Linked DNA regions of Mus musculus: all the other regions are linked to region 1. A link is a contact called in public promoter capture Hi-C data. All regions are on one chromosome and are shown on one strand. The core of a region is the stretch at or near the end of the contact, and the rest is flanking DNA. Distances in the headings are between cores, read along the strand shown.

The links. Promoter capture Hi-C pulls out the DNA fragments that hold promoters and counts their contacts.
Region 2: a contact with region 1 is called in a promoter capture Hi-C map of liver, with 4 times the contacts expected there. The contact joins the promoter of Ces1a here to the enhancer-like site in region 1. A contact is called at or near these places in 16 of 39 promoter capture datasets (the 3T3-L1 cell line, 3T3-L1-derived adipocytes, the C10 cell line and 10 more), 1 of 15 datasets of contacts at CTCF or cohesin (hippocampal excitatory neurons), 18 of 484 Hi-C or Micro-C datasets (the 3T3-L1 cell line, cardiomyocytes, cerebellum and 8 more), 3 of 115 datasets of contacts at active chromatin or transcription factors (astrocytes, embryonic stem cells and hepatocytes) and 4 of 9 other capture datasets (adipose tissue, embryonic stem cells, liver and 1 more).
Region 3: a promoter capture Hi-C map of liver shows a contact between it and region 1, with 4 times the contacts expected there. The contact joins the promoter of Ces1b here to the enhancer-like site in region 1. A contact is called at or near these places in 4 of 39 promoter capture datasets (Sertoli cells, cranial neural crest, erythroid cells and 1 more), 3 of 484 Hi-C or Micro-C datasets (the N1E-115 cell line, liver and nephron progenitors), 2 of 115 datasets of contacts at active chromatin or transcription factors (embryonic stem cells and hepatocytes) and 2 of 9 other capture datasets (adipose tissue and pancreatic islet).

Annotation. Positions count from the first base shown.
Region 1 is chr8:93,397,258-93,402,407 of GRCm38.p6, reverse strand. No RefSeq gene overlaps it. Among named protein-coding and RNA genes, the nearest start is that of Ces1h, 20 kb to the right of the region's middle. Within about 2 kb of position 2,552, at least 6 of the 459 cell types and tissues checked have an H3K27ac peak or open chromatin away from gene starts, as enhancers often do. A contact at or near this core is called in hepatocytes and liver, where this site is marked.
Region 2 is chr8:93,045,373-93,050,522 of GRCm38.p6, reverse strand. It overlaps Ces1a (carboxylesterase 1A), which reads left to right and starts at 2,331. Exons shown (of 14, transcript NM_001013764.2): 1 at 2,331-2,466. The coding sequence starts at 2,415.
Region 3 is chr8:93,076,772-93,081,921 of GRCm38.p6, reverse strand. It overlaps Ces1b (carboxylesterase 1B), which reads left to right and starts at 1,982. Exons shown (of 13, transcript NM_001381922.1): 1 at 1,982-2,057; 2 at 2,363-2,567. The coding sequence starts at 2,006.

The DNA of each region.
Region 1 (5,150 bases), core at 1,303-3,802:
AAAAATAGCTTTGAGCTGACTAGGTTTTGCAAGACACAGTTCCATAGTACTCACAAGACTGAAGCTTATGTACAAGGAAACCTGAGTCAAAAATCCATATTGAACTTTCCAGTTCCTTCATTCGACTTCAAAAAAAAAAAGATCATTTTTTAATTCTAGGTGATGATGTATCTTGAAATGCTGACACTTGATGACCCTTGAAATGCTGGACCCAGACCCAGGTCACGTGGTCAGAGCTCAATTATACTGTGAAACTCCTATAGTGCTCCACATTGGGTAACCAGCCTGACTTGCTGGGGAGACTGGTACTGGAACTGACATTCCTTTCAAATAAGCAATTGAAAATTAAATACTAAAAAGAACTGGGAAATAGCTACTGACAGTGAGCTAAAACATGCACAAGGAGAGCAAAATTACAAAAGAAAAAAAGGGGAAAAATTGAATTAAGATTCAAAATCAATCCCAGTCACAAATAAACTCTTTAAAGCAGAGAGCCTGTGAGCATGTGTTGTGTGGGTTTCGTTTCTAACGTGTGTGTGTGCGTGCACGCACATATAGAGTGCTTCAAATGGGGCTGTTCCTTTCTCTATGTTAGCACTGCATAGAGGAGGGTGGGGCATCACTCACTTTTTACAGCCCAAAACTATTTCAAAGCTCTTCCCCCACCACCCAGCCTGAAGTCCTTGGCCACACCCATGAAAGACTGCAGCAGGTGGGTGTTGCTACAGTAAGTGCTTATGCTGGGTTTCCCACACCATCTTCCTCCTAAACAGAGGCATGTGCTGCTGAGAGGTGATGGGTTGGCCTCTGGAAATGTAGTCTGCATATCAACAGGTTAATATTCCACAATTGCTCCCATTCAGCTGCGGAGGAATCTCCTCTGCTGGCATGCCGTATTGATTCCCCTCCACAGGGTTTCAATCTGATCCACAATCCTCCATTTGTTCTCATCCTGCAGACAGTGGACAATCAGCTGAAGGATGGATGTCAGGCTTTTTCTGTCCCATCGAATCTAGGTAGACAATACTCTTCTTCTGTAGATCAACCACCAGTCTCCACTAAGCATGCAGGTGATTGGGTACCAGAATAAGCTCCTTTGCAAAGAGATTAACTGCCTGGGTCCATCTTTTGGCTGACTGGAAGCCCTCACACTTTAATTTTGTATAAAAGAAGACATTAAATGTATGCAGTGCAGGGTGACTTTGACTTTAATTTCTTTCCATGAGAAGACTCATGTAAAAATTGATTACTTTATCAGTGAGTGCATACCATGTGTGTTCTTTTGTGATTGGGTTACTTTACTCGGGATGGTATCCTCCAGATCCATCCATTTGCCTAAGTATTTCATAAATTCATTGTTTTTAAGAGTTGAGAAGTACTCCATTGTGTAATGTACCACATTTTCTGTGTCCATGGAAGGAGTTACAAAGTATGGAGCAGAGACTGAAGGAGTGATTATTCAGAGACTGCCCCACTTGGGGATCCTTCCCATTATACAATCACCAAACCCAGACACTTTTGTGGATGCCAACAAGTGCTTGCTGACAGAAGCCTGTTATAGCTGTCTCCTGAGAGGCTCTACCAGTGCCTGACAAATACAAAAGTGGATGCTCACAGTCATCCATTGGACTGAGCACAGGGTCCCCAATGCAGGAGCTAGAGAAAGGACCCAAGGAGCTGAAGGGGTTTGCACCCCCTTAGGAGAAACAACAATATAAACTAACCAGTACTCCCAGAGCTCTCAGGGACTAAACCATCAACCAAAGAAAACACATGGTGGGACTCATGGCTCCAGGTGCATATGTAGCAGAGGATGGCCTTGTTGGTCATCAGTGGGAGGAGAGGCCCTTGGTCCTGTGAAGGCTCTATGCCCCAGTGTAGGGGAATGCCATGGCCAGGAAATAGGAGTGGGTGGGTTGGTGAACAGGGGGAGAGGGGAAAGGGTAGGGGATTTTCAGAGGAAAACCAGGAAAGGGGATATTTGAAATGTAAGTAAAAAATATCTAATAAAAAAATAAAAAAGACCCCCCTATTTCCCCCCCCCCCCAAAAATTGATGACTTTGCCACTGAACCACTGGTTGTCCTTTTAGTGTCTGCCTGTCTCCTTGAGTGATTTGTAGTTTGAAGGCAGAAGTTAAGAACTCATCTTGTGACCCTGGGCCTAGCTCAATTCTGATTTCCTTTACCATGCCTGTGACACCAGGGCTGTGGTCTAGTCCTCTGCCCTCCTCTTGATCTGCAAGAGCCTTTTCCTTGACCTCGGGTATTCAGATGTTGTTGATGCTACCATTGTTGACAGTGTGTACTCAGATTTGGACCTGAGCTCCTCCAGAAAGTCAGGCTGGGGGTGGTGTCCCTCCCCCCTTTAGTTAGTTAGTTTGTTTGGTTTTTGAGGTTCATTCCCCATCTCATGGGTTTCATAATGTTTCTCCTCTGAGCACCTCTTTTCACTTTTGGCCGGCAAGTGTTTTGCTCTTATGACAACACAGGCAGTTTGTTTTGGCTGGGGCTGAGTTGCTTCATTCAATTCATCTGCCGTTCCATGCAGCCTCCTTTCATGTTCTTTGTGGTGTCCTCAGGGCTAGTGAGAGTGCTGTGAGGGCCAGAGTGCACAGGATCACCAGGCTGAAAGTGTTCTCACAACCTTCAGTACTTTTGGTTGTGGTGTTTCTGAGCACCTTCCTCTATGTGACAGTAGGGTGCTTGTGAACCTCTCCACCATGCACAACACTTCACCTCAGTTACAGCCTCGTCCTGAGGGCCTTTGGCACTCTTACTGTTCTACCTGTAATCAACCTTCATCCTGGGATTTCCATATCTGACTCTTGTCAGGCTTTTCAGGCGTAGGCTCTATTTCACCCTGCAACCTGTTATTTCCTCTTTGACCTTTAGCTGGATACTCACAGCCCATGGTGTGTCATGCTGCTGGTGAAATGACCAGGTAGATGGTCTATTTGGATTACATTCAATTAGGTACCTGCTATCTGCTGTGGTATAGTCTTTAGATGTCTGAATCAAAGAACATGACAGCAGGACTCTCGTTGGATGCTCCTGGGTTGTTGTCCTCTCGATGGGTGAAGGATCACCTAATCCACATGGAGGTGTTTTATACACACTGGATATGTTGATCCAACCTCAGGCACTGGTGGAGAAGAGCTCAGATTTCCTTTTTCCCAATGGAGGTCACCTTTGACATTGCGGTCAGGCAGAATATGAAGGTAGATGGACATGACAGCTTCAAGGAGTACTTTGCTCTTAGTAAATGGCTCAATCTAATCATGTGTGCAAGGAGACAGTTCACCAGTCTACCTATATAAAAACTCCATGGAGTTCAGCCACTGTCATTTATGTTGGGGCTAAAGTGAGATTCCAGGACACAGTGAACTTCTGTAGACCCTGAAATTGTGGAAATATCACTGGTCTTCATAGCCAGTTGCCCCAAGACAGCAGACTTTGGCAGTGCATGCAGGGCACTGGAAGCAAGACTGTTGCATGCCTTGGCTGTTGCCCTGACTATGAAGTTCTAGGTTCCATTGCTGGTTGTGATGCAGTTTGAGAGAAGAATCATGATAACATCTTATGCTTAGTGGAGACCCTGACCACCATCATCTAGTTTAAGGGGCTTAAAGGTCCTTTCCATCTCCTAAGTTCCTGTTGGTTTGTGGTTCTAGAGGTTGAAGCAAACCCAAAGTCAACAAGGAGGGAAGAAATATTCGGAGAAACAGTAGACTCATTACATTTCTTTCTTTTCCCTGAAACAAAGTCTAGGAGAGAGATTTGAATCCTTGGCAGGATTTGTACACATGTACCTTCCCCTCTGACGAACAGAGGATTATACTTAATGATGCATTTTTTTTCTTTCTTTTTTTTAAAAGAGAGTCTTGTGATCTTAAAAAATTGCTGATTGTTGCAAAATATTTCATTGCCTCAACTATTCCTACACAGACATGGATCACAAGATTAAACAGGCTAACTCCTAAGTACTGCTATTGTATGAAATGAAAATTTAAAAAGAAAGAAAGAAAGAAAGAAAGAAAGAAAGAAAGAAAGAAGGAAAGAAAAGCTTTAAATAGAACCCTCCCCTTAAACATTTTAAAATCTTATTCGTTTAAATCACTACTTCACCTGTGAATTTCTCACAGTCCAGCAGGTGGCAGAAAACATCAGGGAAAATATTGTTTACAAACTTCCTGGATTGTTGGTGATAATATTGCTGAACTTAGAATGGAAATTTTTGTAAATATCTTAGAACACACACACACACACACACACACACACACACACACACACACACACACCCTTTCCTCTGTAGCATTTGAAAAGGGAAACTGTATAATTTATAACCTGAAAATTGATTGACAGAATAGAAGCTGGGGCTACAGTTTTGTTTCTTTTTTTTTTTAATTTAATTTTTGTACTTTTTGGTAAAGTTCTTGAAGAGCCTCAGATAAAGACAGAGAAGAGTTTGCCTGAGGTTGTCAGTGCCCGCTATTCTCCTGATATCTTTTGACTGTGGATCCTTTGCCTAGTTCTGTAACTTAATTCTCTAATCTTGGTTAGTAGTCCAAGCTGAAGCTTCTGCTTTCTCCTTTGCTCCCGGAGAGAGGTGGAGAGAGCTGCATCGTGTGTGGGCCCTGTGCCTGTGACACCGCCCTTCCTGGTGATGTTGATGTAAATAATGCAGCTTCACGATGAACTTCTTTCCCCAAAGCTGGGACAGAGCCATTCCAACACGGCAGCTTTGCCCTGATAATTGGTGTTCTATATGTGCCTGCTTTATGCCCCCTAGGAAGGGGAGGGATGGAGTAGAAACCATATCACGACACTTGACTGTGTCAATATATGAGAAATAGGCTGAATATGTAGCCCAGTGTAGGAGTGTTTGCCTAACATATGCAATGGCTAGATTCAACTCCTAGATGAACTAGTCACCTAGCTTTATGAATGGGCTGGGGTTCAGTGCTGTCCTTAAAGTATGAATAGGACAAATGTTGATCAAGAACAGTGTGGTGGAAATACAGCCATGAATATACAGGTCAGTGTGACTGACAGCATGCTTTATTTTGTTAACATTTCCGAAGCATACTCAAGGACATAGAGTGGGGCAGCTTTTATACATTGACCACCACCAGGAAATACCTCTCCTAGT
Region 2 (5,150 bases), core at 1,082-3,581, 350 kb after region 1:
TTTCTGGATGTTTTGGGTTGGGGTTTTTTGCTTTTTGTATTTTCTTTGACTGTTGTCAATGGTTTTTTTTTTTGTTTGTTTGTTTGTTTTGGTTTGGTTTTTTTTTTAATGGTATCTTCTGCACTTGAGATTCTCTCTTCTATCTCTTGTATTCTGTTGGTGATGTTGACATCTATGACTCCTGATCTCTTTCCTAGGTTTTCTAACTCCAGGGTTGTCTCTCTTTGTGATTTATATATTGTTTCTATTTCCATTTTTAGATCTTGGATGGTTTTGTTTGTTTCCTTCACCTGTTTGATTGTGATTTCCTGTAATTCTTTAAGGAATTTTTGGGTTTCCTCTTTAGAGACTTTTAGCTGTTTACCTGTGTTCTCCTGTATTTCTTTAAGGGAGTTATTTATGTCCTTCTTAATGTCCTCTATCATCATTATGAGAAATGATTTTTAGATCCGAATCTTGCTTTTCCACTGTGATGGTGTATCCAGGACTTGCTATGGTGGGAGAATTGGGTTCTGGTGATGCCAAGAAACCTTGGTTTCTGTTGCTTATGTTCTTATGCTTGCCTCCTGCCATCTGGTTATCTCTAGTGCTACCTGCCTGGCTATATCTGACTGGAGCCTGTCCTTCCTGTGATCCTGGTTGTGTCAGAACTCCTCAAAGTTCAGTTGTCTTTGGGATCCTATAATTCTGGGATCCTGGGATCCTGAGATCCTGGGTGTGTCAGAGCTCCTGGGAGTCAAGCTGCCTCTGGGACCCTGAGATCCTGGTGTAATCAAGTTCCTAGGAGCCTCTGATCCTGTGATCCTGTGTTCCTGAACATGTTATAGCACCTGGGAGTAGAGCTTCCTCTGGGTGTTGTGGGACTGGCTGTGGAGTTTGTGCCCAAGGTCTGCTTAGGGCACTGGCTAAAAACCAGAAGCAACCTGTGCTAATGGTCGGGTGGACTTCCTGGGTGCCTGGGTCCTGCTGTTTCCAGTTACTTCTGGGACTAACAACTTTTAAAATGTTACCTTCATCTTTCAATATGATTTAAGGTGTCCCCACATTTTCAGGAGATAAGGTGAGTCCAAGGCCAGGCCCTTTCAGTCACTCCTAAATCCTGCAGACACATGTCCCTAACAGGCTTCTTCAGTTCATTAAGCAACAACTTGTTCTATTTTCCACCACAGTAGAATTTTATTTAATTTTGTTTTCTGAAAAAGCTCCCCCACACACACTTGTTCCATGATATCAACCAGAACTAACACCATAAAGTCCCATTGACCTTAGTATTTCCCAGTGTCCAGCAGAGGGAAGCACAGGAACAAAGGAACATATTTTTCTTCACAGATCCAGGGAGGCTGCTGGTGTGGCTGAGATGGTGCAGATCCAGACAAGACTAGAGGCCTTAACACAAAAACAGATTAGGAACAAAACCTCAGTATGGTGGTATGAGTTTGTAATCTCAGTATGGTGGTATGAGTTTGTAATCTCAGTACCTAGGAAGTAGAAACAGGAGAATCAGAAGATCAAGGCCAGCTATGGATGAAACCCTGCCTTAAAACAAAAATTAGAAACCAGTATCATCAAGTGGGTTCCCTGATTTCTCGGGAATATGTAGAAGTAGGGAAAGGTGAGAAGATGTGTTTCACAAACATCAGTGACTCAACTCCCACGAGTTTCTAATTTCAAATCTTGGCATTTTATTTTACTGTGGAGAAAAATACATTTTGGCAAACGTCCAATAAATGATGGATACTGTGGAGAGATGGAGTTGATTTAGCACAGAAATTTTTCTCCCAAACATATTTAAAAGTAGTGAGCTCTCCGAGTCTAGAGGTGGATGGCAGATGGCTTGGCCACTTGGTAGGAGCATTGGGAACCTACTTTAAGCATCAGAAAGAGAACTACTCACAATTTAACTTCACTTGCAGACTTGAGAACACAGAATTTCTGAGCCACTATCTGAGGGAAGTTGTAGATATGTTCTAAACTCCCCAGACAGCAGCTGTGGAGCTGAGCATTGCTCTAAAATTTCCAGCCCTTTCTGAGGGTCTCAGACCAAAGCTTAGCCCTGCCTGAAGATGCCATTTGCTGTGCATGCCTTTGGGAAGCTCAAGGTGGACGGAGGTTAGAGTGCCACGGGAAAGAGCTTATGTAAGATGTTGTTGTTTGAGATCATATGTAATCTGATAGTTGAGTCTGGAACCAATTATAAGAGCTTGAACTAAGGCTATGTATGGCTTGGGTTGCCATCAGACTCCTGGGAGCTCTGTGGAGCAGGCAGAGCACCTTGTCATCTCATGATTAGGCCACTGGACCACACATGGATGGATGTGGTAACAAGGCCTCACCATCTAAGACAGGTTATACAAAGCCCTTCAGAAGAGCACCAAGATCTCGTCACAGGGCCCCAAAGCAACTGGCCTTCCAGCATGTGGCTCTTTGCTCTGGCCCTGGCTTCCCTCAACACTTGCATGGCTTTGGGTAAGTTCTTCCAAAACACAAACACTTGGAGCTCTTTTGAAGCTCCTAAGCCAGGGCAAATGGGAGTGTAAATGCGTATGAAGAGAAGAGAGGCCAGGTTCCATTCTGTATCAGAGATCACCAGCATGATTTCAAAATGGGCTTGGAGCAAAGGAACCCAGCAAGCTCCTCCCATCACAGAGATCCAGGGAAAGAAAACCATGGTGATACTGCAGCTGCAGGTGCTAAGAAGTCATTGAGCTAGCATGAGAGGCCCTAGCTATCTCCCAGATCTTACTCTATCTCTGGGTAGACATAAAAAGAGGCTCAGCAGAGTTTTAACAGCATTGAGTCAGGAGCCAGGGCACAAGGCTAGAGTCTAGTTCAGCTCTTCTGATCCCCATGACTTTGGGAAAGACACTTCAACTTTGCAGTGTCTGGGTGATGAATCTGGAAAATGGAAAGCAATAGAGCCTTCCTTACTGGGCTGTACTGAGGGTGGCATAGGTGGTTGTTTTGTAGCTCTTAGCATAGTGTCTGGTCTAGAAGCACAATATATGGATGGACGTAAAGGGGTGATATCTTTAATGGGTATATTAATAAAAATTTGAAATATGGTCAAGCCAACATGTTAAGAGCCAAATGCTACTAAGAAGATAATTTGTTCCTCAGTCCCCAAGAGATATTGGTATGAACTGTATGTTGTATGAGAAGGTGATTAAGAGGCACACCTTAGACTCAGGAGCCTGTCATTGTAGGAGAAGGACCACAGACACACCTAGATGAGAGAGGGAACAGAAAGGAGCTGCAAGGAGTTGGAGGAGGGATTAAGGCCTTCACATCACCAGGGGGGGCTGGGACTTGTACTGAGGGAATGAATAAGTAAATGAGGGGAGATGGAAAGGAATTGCATACGTGAAAAAGCAGAGTTCAGAGATTCAGATACCAAGGTACAAGTTCTGGCTGGGAAGAATAAATGGGCTACAAATACTGCTAAGTAGAGACCATGGGAACTGGGGGGGGGTCTGAAATGTACAGGTGCATGATGTGGAGACTCTCAAATCCCTAGATAAAGGACTGAGGTTTGCTTAATGGTCAAGTAAAGAACAGGGACCATTCTGGAGTCAAGAATATTCTCCTGGCAGTTCTTAACATGGTCATCCCAGCCAGGCTAGCCTGCGAGCTCCATTCTTGTGGCACATACAGTTCTTCCCTAACTCCCTACAGCTTCGTCCCTGTCTTGGTCCTCCTTTGTTTGGCTCTATACAAAGCCAGACTGACCATCTGTCCTGATGCTGAAGGGCATTGGCATTCTTGATCATGGTCATGGATCATATGTTCTCCTGTGTGGCTTCAGGGCATCAGTATCTCAGAGCATCCCTCTCAGAACGTGATTCTATTCTCTCATTCACCAACTGTTGCCACTGAGTACAGACACTTTGTCAACATCTCCACTCAAGTGTGTGGTCAGAAATAAATAATGATTCAAAAATGGTCTTACCAAAGAGAACAGCCAATAGCCCTGGAAGGTCTTTTAGGAAACCATATTGCAAAACAAATCAGGGTCTACTCCAAGCACTGGAAACAGTCCCAACTGAGAACAACACACTAGAGTGGTCACAGGAGGAAGGGCAAACAAAGCACCATGGAAGTCCAGGGAGACATGGAGAAGGGGCTGGAAGAGTGTGAGAGCTACCTCTGAGCCAAGATCACTAGCTGTGGTCCATGTTAGCTCAGTGATGCTTTCCTGCCACCTGAAGTGGGTAGAAATGAGTAGCCAGAAGGTGGAAAGTGGACCATTGAGATGAGAAAATATAAAAAGAAATAAAAGATTACTTATCAAATGGGGGTATTCATATGGGGCATTTACTGTGCACCAGATGTGTATTCCAAGTACTTTATAATCCTTCTCAAAGAAGCCTAGCTAAGTAGGCACTAGCATAGCCACATTACAGATGAGGACACTGAGGGATGGAGAGAATCCTGAATGGACTTCCTGAAGATGGGTTGAGGTGAGGTTGCTGGGGTAACCAGCAGCAAAACAATGTGCCATTCCAGATTCGTCCATTCTCATTTTGCCTTACATTCCCTTTCAAATCTGCCACAGTGCCTTGGGGACAGAAAGAAGACAGAATCCTAGACATAGCGAGGGTTGCCAGGGCTCTGATGGCCAAACACTGGTTCTGGATTCAGATGGCAGAAATGAATAAGACACAGTTTGGCAGAGGACACTGGGGTAATAACCATTCTAACAAGTCTTGCTAATGAACTGCTTCAAATGGCATGGAAGTCCTAAGCTGTCCTGCAATAAGCGTGGATTGTCTTTCCTGAGTTTGAGCCTTTCAAATACAAAGTCTTGTCGATTTGGAGATACCGACATTCACAGGGTCCAATTAATCCAGACCCTGTACCCCAACCACCTCCAATATGGGGTTCTTGTAGCCTACAGCCTATTCAACTTAGTCACTCAGAACCAGGCACCAGGCGAGGACAGCCCTTGAGCTCCAAAGAATGGTGTAAACTATCTTCTTCTTCCCCTACTCCATCTTCTTTCTCACAATCCCTCTGGCCCATCCTCCTGATTGACTTTGGCTCCTTTCCTGGTCATTTCAGTGGTGAGGAGGATAAGTAGTAAGTGCTAAGGGGTAAGGGGCCACCTCTCCTTCACCCTCTAACCCAGCATCCAACACCAACATTCAATACTT
Region 3 (5,150 bases), core at 733-3,232, 320 kb after region 1:
GAGCTCTAGCACTTAACAACTGAGCCAATTTCTCCATTCCCAAGCAATTTAATATTTTTTAAAGTCTTATTTTACTTACTTCTCCTGTTCCCATTCCAGACACCACTACTCTCCCACCAAGACTGTCCTTTCCAGTCCCCCACAAAAAGTGTTTGACTTGATTTCTTTTTTTTTAATTTCTTTTATTTTTTAAAATTAGGTATTTTCTTCTTTTACATTTCCAATAGTCCCCCATATTCTCCCTACCAACTCCCCTACCCACCCACTCCCACTTCTTGGCCCTGGCGTTCCCCTGTACTGGGGCATATAAAGTTTGCAAGTCCAATGGGCCTCTCTTTCCAATGATGGCCGACTAGGCCATCTTCTGCTACATATGCAGCTAGAGACACGAGCTCTGGGGACTACTGGTTAGTTCATATTGTTGTTCCACCTATAGGGTTGCAGACCCCTTTAGCTCCTTGGGTACTTTCTCTAGCTCCTCCATTGGGGGCCCTGTGATCCATCCAATTGCTGACTGTGAGCATCCACTTCTGTGTTTGCTAGGCCCCGGTATAGCCTCACAAGAGACAGCTATATCAGGGTTCTTTCTTAAACAAGGTCAAAGCAATGCTTTATAGTCACACCTTCCTTCACCACAAACTTTCCAAATGTCTTATCACTGTATTAGAGACACATGCTTCTTTCCAAGGCTCCTGGGCTGCTGGGGTTAAGAAACAGGAACAACACCACATAGTGAAATCAGAAATCAAACAGTACATATTCTCTTTTATTTTGCTTTATCTAGGTACATTCAAGTGGTGCTAATGCAAAACATTTTGGACATTTTAAATAATTCATAGATAAGGGCTATAGATGTGTCTCAGCCATTAAGAGCAATGGCTGCTTTTCTAGAGGACATATGTTCAGTTTCTAGAACCCATACATTGGTTCACAATCTATAACTCCATTTCCTGGTGTCTTGAAGACCTCCCTCTTCTGGCCATTGCGGGCATTGTATACACATGCTGCATAGATATATACGCAGTCAAATGCACAAAAAGTAAATAAAATCTCCAAGAAAGAAAGAATTCATAGATAGATGCATATGTGGATGATTAGACAAAGGATTGTGGTTCACAAAGTTTATTTGACTTAAGGACAATGTTGTGTTTGAATGAGGACTGTTCCCATAGTCTTGGGCTTTCACTTGATCCCCAGTTAGTGGTGCTGTTTGGAGATATTTAGAAGATATAGACTTCTTAGAGGAAGTATGTCAGTGGAGGTAGGCTTAGAGAATTTAAAGTCTCTCATCATTTCTAGTTCACTCTCTACTGTGAGCTTACATTTAAGTATTATGATCAGGCTTGCTACACGTCACCATGCTTTTGCGCTGCCATTATGGACTCTTCTCCCTCCGGACACTTTCTCCTCCTTATGATGTCTTTGCTCTTCGTGTTTCATCACAGCAAGCAGAAGTAACTAATACAAACATTGTGGCTAAGCAGCCCTGATCCAAAAGCAGTGAGATCATTAACAGAGGTATACACTGGTGCTTCAGGTTACCTGGCAGGAATAGTCAACATCAGAAAACAACACTGGCTGAAGAGTGAGATTAGAAAACTTCCAAACTTGAGACCATCTCTTCTAGGAAATAGATGCATGGCAGCTGGGAAGTGTGCAATGTTCCCAGCCGAGCAACACTGGGGACTTCTTCCTGACTGCATGCATCTGCTTGCTGGTACCTGCCTTGAGAAGTTCAAGGTGCACTGAGCTTTTCAGTTAGAAGTGTTTGCATAAGAGGTTGGCTTGATATCAGAGAGTGGGTAGTGTCTTTAAAGAAAAAGAAGAGTAAACTCGTAGTGGGTGTGGCTTGGAGGTCCTAACAAATACCTTGGGAGCTCTTTGGAGAGGGGGAGCTTTATGTAATTATGCTAATTGGTCTAGAGGTGGGTCCACAGCAAAGAGGCTCTCTATTTGAGCTGCAGACACCTCCCTGTCTCCTAGAGTTCCTGTCCTTCCTTCTACCATGTGGCTCCATGCTCTGGTCTGGGCTTCTCTTGCTCTTTGCCCAATATGGGGTAAGTTCTTCTGGATTACAAACATTGGGTTGTACATTTGGAAACCTGTCCTTGATGAAGTGGGTGAAATGTATACAGAGCAAGCACAAAACAGTTCACTGACCCTTGTACGGGCTTAGATGGGCGACATTTATACCTCCAAACAGATTACTTTTTAGTTGGCCCTCTCTTTAATGTTGGGAGGAAAAGAGACCTTAGAAGTTCAAGTGACTATCAATGATGCAAGCCTAAAAGTCACTAAACCAACCATGAATCCAGGTTTGACCATCATCTCTGATGTTTCCTCATGTTTTCTCCAATATCAGGACACTCACCCTCATCACCGGTAGTGGACACCACCCAAGGCAAAATCCTGGGAAAGTACACCAGCTTAGAAGGATTTGAACACCCTGTGGCAGTTTTCCTGGGAGTCCCCTTTGCCAAGCCCCCTCTTGGATCCCTGAGGTTTGCTCCACCAGAGCCTGCAGAGCCCTGGAGCTTTGTGAAGAATGCCACCTCCTATCCTCCTATGTAAGTTACAAGGGTGGGGATTGTTTCAGTGGACATGTGTTATGGTAAGTATGTAAAGTGAATTGGGGCTTTCTACCATGCCTTGGATCATTTAGCTCCCAGATAAAAGACATAAAACTTTTATATTTATAGTAAGACTTTAAACCACTATAAATGGGTAGATATCTAATCTCTAAGCTATTTTGTCTACTTCCCTATCAATAACCATGAGATATAATTTGCCATATTCCACCTGGGCTGCTCTTATACCAATTGGCCAGCCCTTATGGCCACATTTTCATGATTCTCCTACCCAATGGTGTCTTATCCTCTCTTTACCTTCACTCCTTCCTCTGGTGGTCCTGCCTCAAACCCCAAGGCCAAGAGCTGAAACTTTTTCTACCTCTCCTCTTCCCAGTTATAGGCTGTAGGCAGCTCTATTGACTAATCAAGGATAAATTGGTGTATATGAGAGTTTCCCCTTCCCTGAGTTAACCAGAACCAGTACTTAGCATTATAACAGCAGATCAAAAGGGGGTATATGAGATAGGTATACCTATCTCACGGTGATCCAAGATGGAGACAAGGCAATCCTCTGACTAGCTATATTAACAGCAATTATTGGCATTCCTGAGAGCATCATGAGTCCTTAAATATGGTCTAGATACTAAGAACTTTCGTAGTTTTCCAAACCCTTTATTTAGCACAAATGTACTGAGTACCTGTGGTGAACCAGTACTGTTCTGGGTTTTTAGGAAACATGAAGGGAAGCAAGTTGCTAAATCTTTTATCCTATTGGCTGGAAAGAGAATATAAGAAGTCTGTAGATTAGTACATCAATCATGCAATATACTAGAACATCCTAAATGCTTTGGAAAACAGTAATTGATCAGGTGAGGGAGATGAGAAGTAAGATGCTATATCATTGTGATTTGAACTTTAGTGTTGCTTAGGAGTGCGGTGGGTGTGGACTTGTGGGTGAGTAGAATAGAAAAGATGACAGCAATTACTCAGCCCAGATCTACCTAGCTACTTATTCACAAGCAATTACCAAGGTTGTATCACATCACTCCTGGCAACTGAGTGAACAAGCCCAAGAATTCCAGATGGCCTCATGGCCACCTCAGAGAACCTCAAAAACATACAAATGTCAGATCAGAGAGCATTTGTGTCCTCCTCAAGGTTCCTCTGGGAGTTTCCAGGATTCTATACTTGGCTATCTTCTCACCATTTCATGCCTTTTGTCTACAACTAATAAGTGCTAAGTGCTATGTACTTCATTTACATTTTGCTTGCAAAGTCAGACACTTACTATCACAAAAAGTTAAACACACACACACACACTCACACACACACAGACATACACACTTACATGGAAGTGAAATAGAGTTAAAATCATGTACAATTCGACAGCTCAGAGAGAACTGCTATTAACAATTGAGATCATGCTTTCAAGACATTTTTCTCTGTAAACCCTCCATTAAACAGAGATGAAAAATAGAGAGTGTATCGGTGGCAGCCTGGCACATTCATATGCATCAGCATCCTTTCATGCCATATTGAAAATATATTTTATATTATAATATAATATTAATTGTATATAATGATTAATATAATAAATAATATGATGAATATAAGACTATATATACATATATGTACATTTACATATACATATACTGTTAATATTTATTAACTGTGCATAATTGGGTCCTAAAGTATTATTTATTTACACAGTCTTCTATTTGGGTTGATTAAAGTAGTTTGGTTTCCTTGGCTATAAACAAAATTCTAATGGATTTATTACATACAACCATAAACAGTTTGGGACAAATTCACAAAGGTAATATTGCTGAGTCAAAAAATGAACTTTGGCATTTATCTCCATACAAAACCAAACTCTGCACAATTCTCCTATGAAAACTTAAAAACTTCTATCCCTGGCTTTTACCCATGCCTGGGCTTACTTGATGAATTTTTAATGGTGCACTGGATAAACAAACTGAGACCATAACAATAATAAACAGAAACTTTGTTTCTATACTTCATTTTTTCTAAACATTAGTGAACTTGAACTTTTCTATCCGCATTTAACATATGAATTTATATTTTTATGAATATAATGCACTACTCACAGTGATGTAGCAAAAATGACCCGGGACAGAGATTTAGGCATCTCTGTTGTTTGATGTGGTTTGGGCTATGCTGTCCCTACACAACATCATGTCTATACCCAGGGATGGTGATAGCAGACCTTCTCATTGCAAAGTGCCCTGGGGTGTTGCTATAATCTACTTGGAGTATAAGCACTACCTAACATGATCTTCCTAGCTCTGTGTCCTCCAGCCCTCTGTCAAACCTCTCTGTGCCACCAATTCCTCAACTGTAAAACAGAAAGAATAATAGATGCCTTAGGCTGAACTGACCCAAGAATGGCTTCATATACAAGGAGAACCTGAATATGTTCCTAATACTCTGGGAGAATTCAATAACTGCTCTGAATTCCATGCTACATTGTTTAAGAGCCTTTTCAAGGTGTCAATAGTGGCTGTTGGAACAGGAAGAAGTTGGACCTTAGCAGGTCATGCAACAAGACCTTTGGAGACT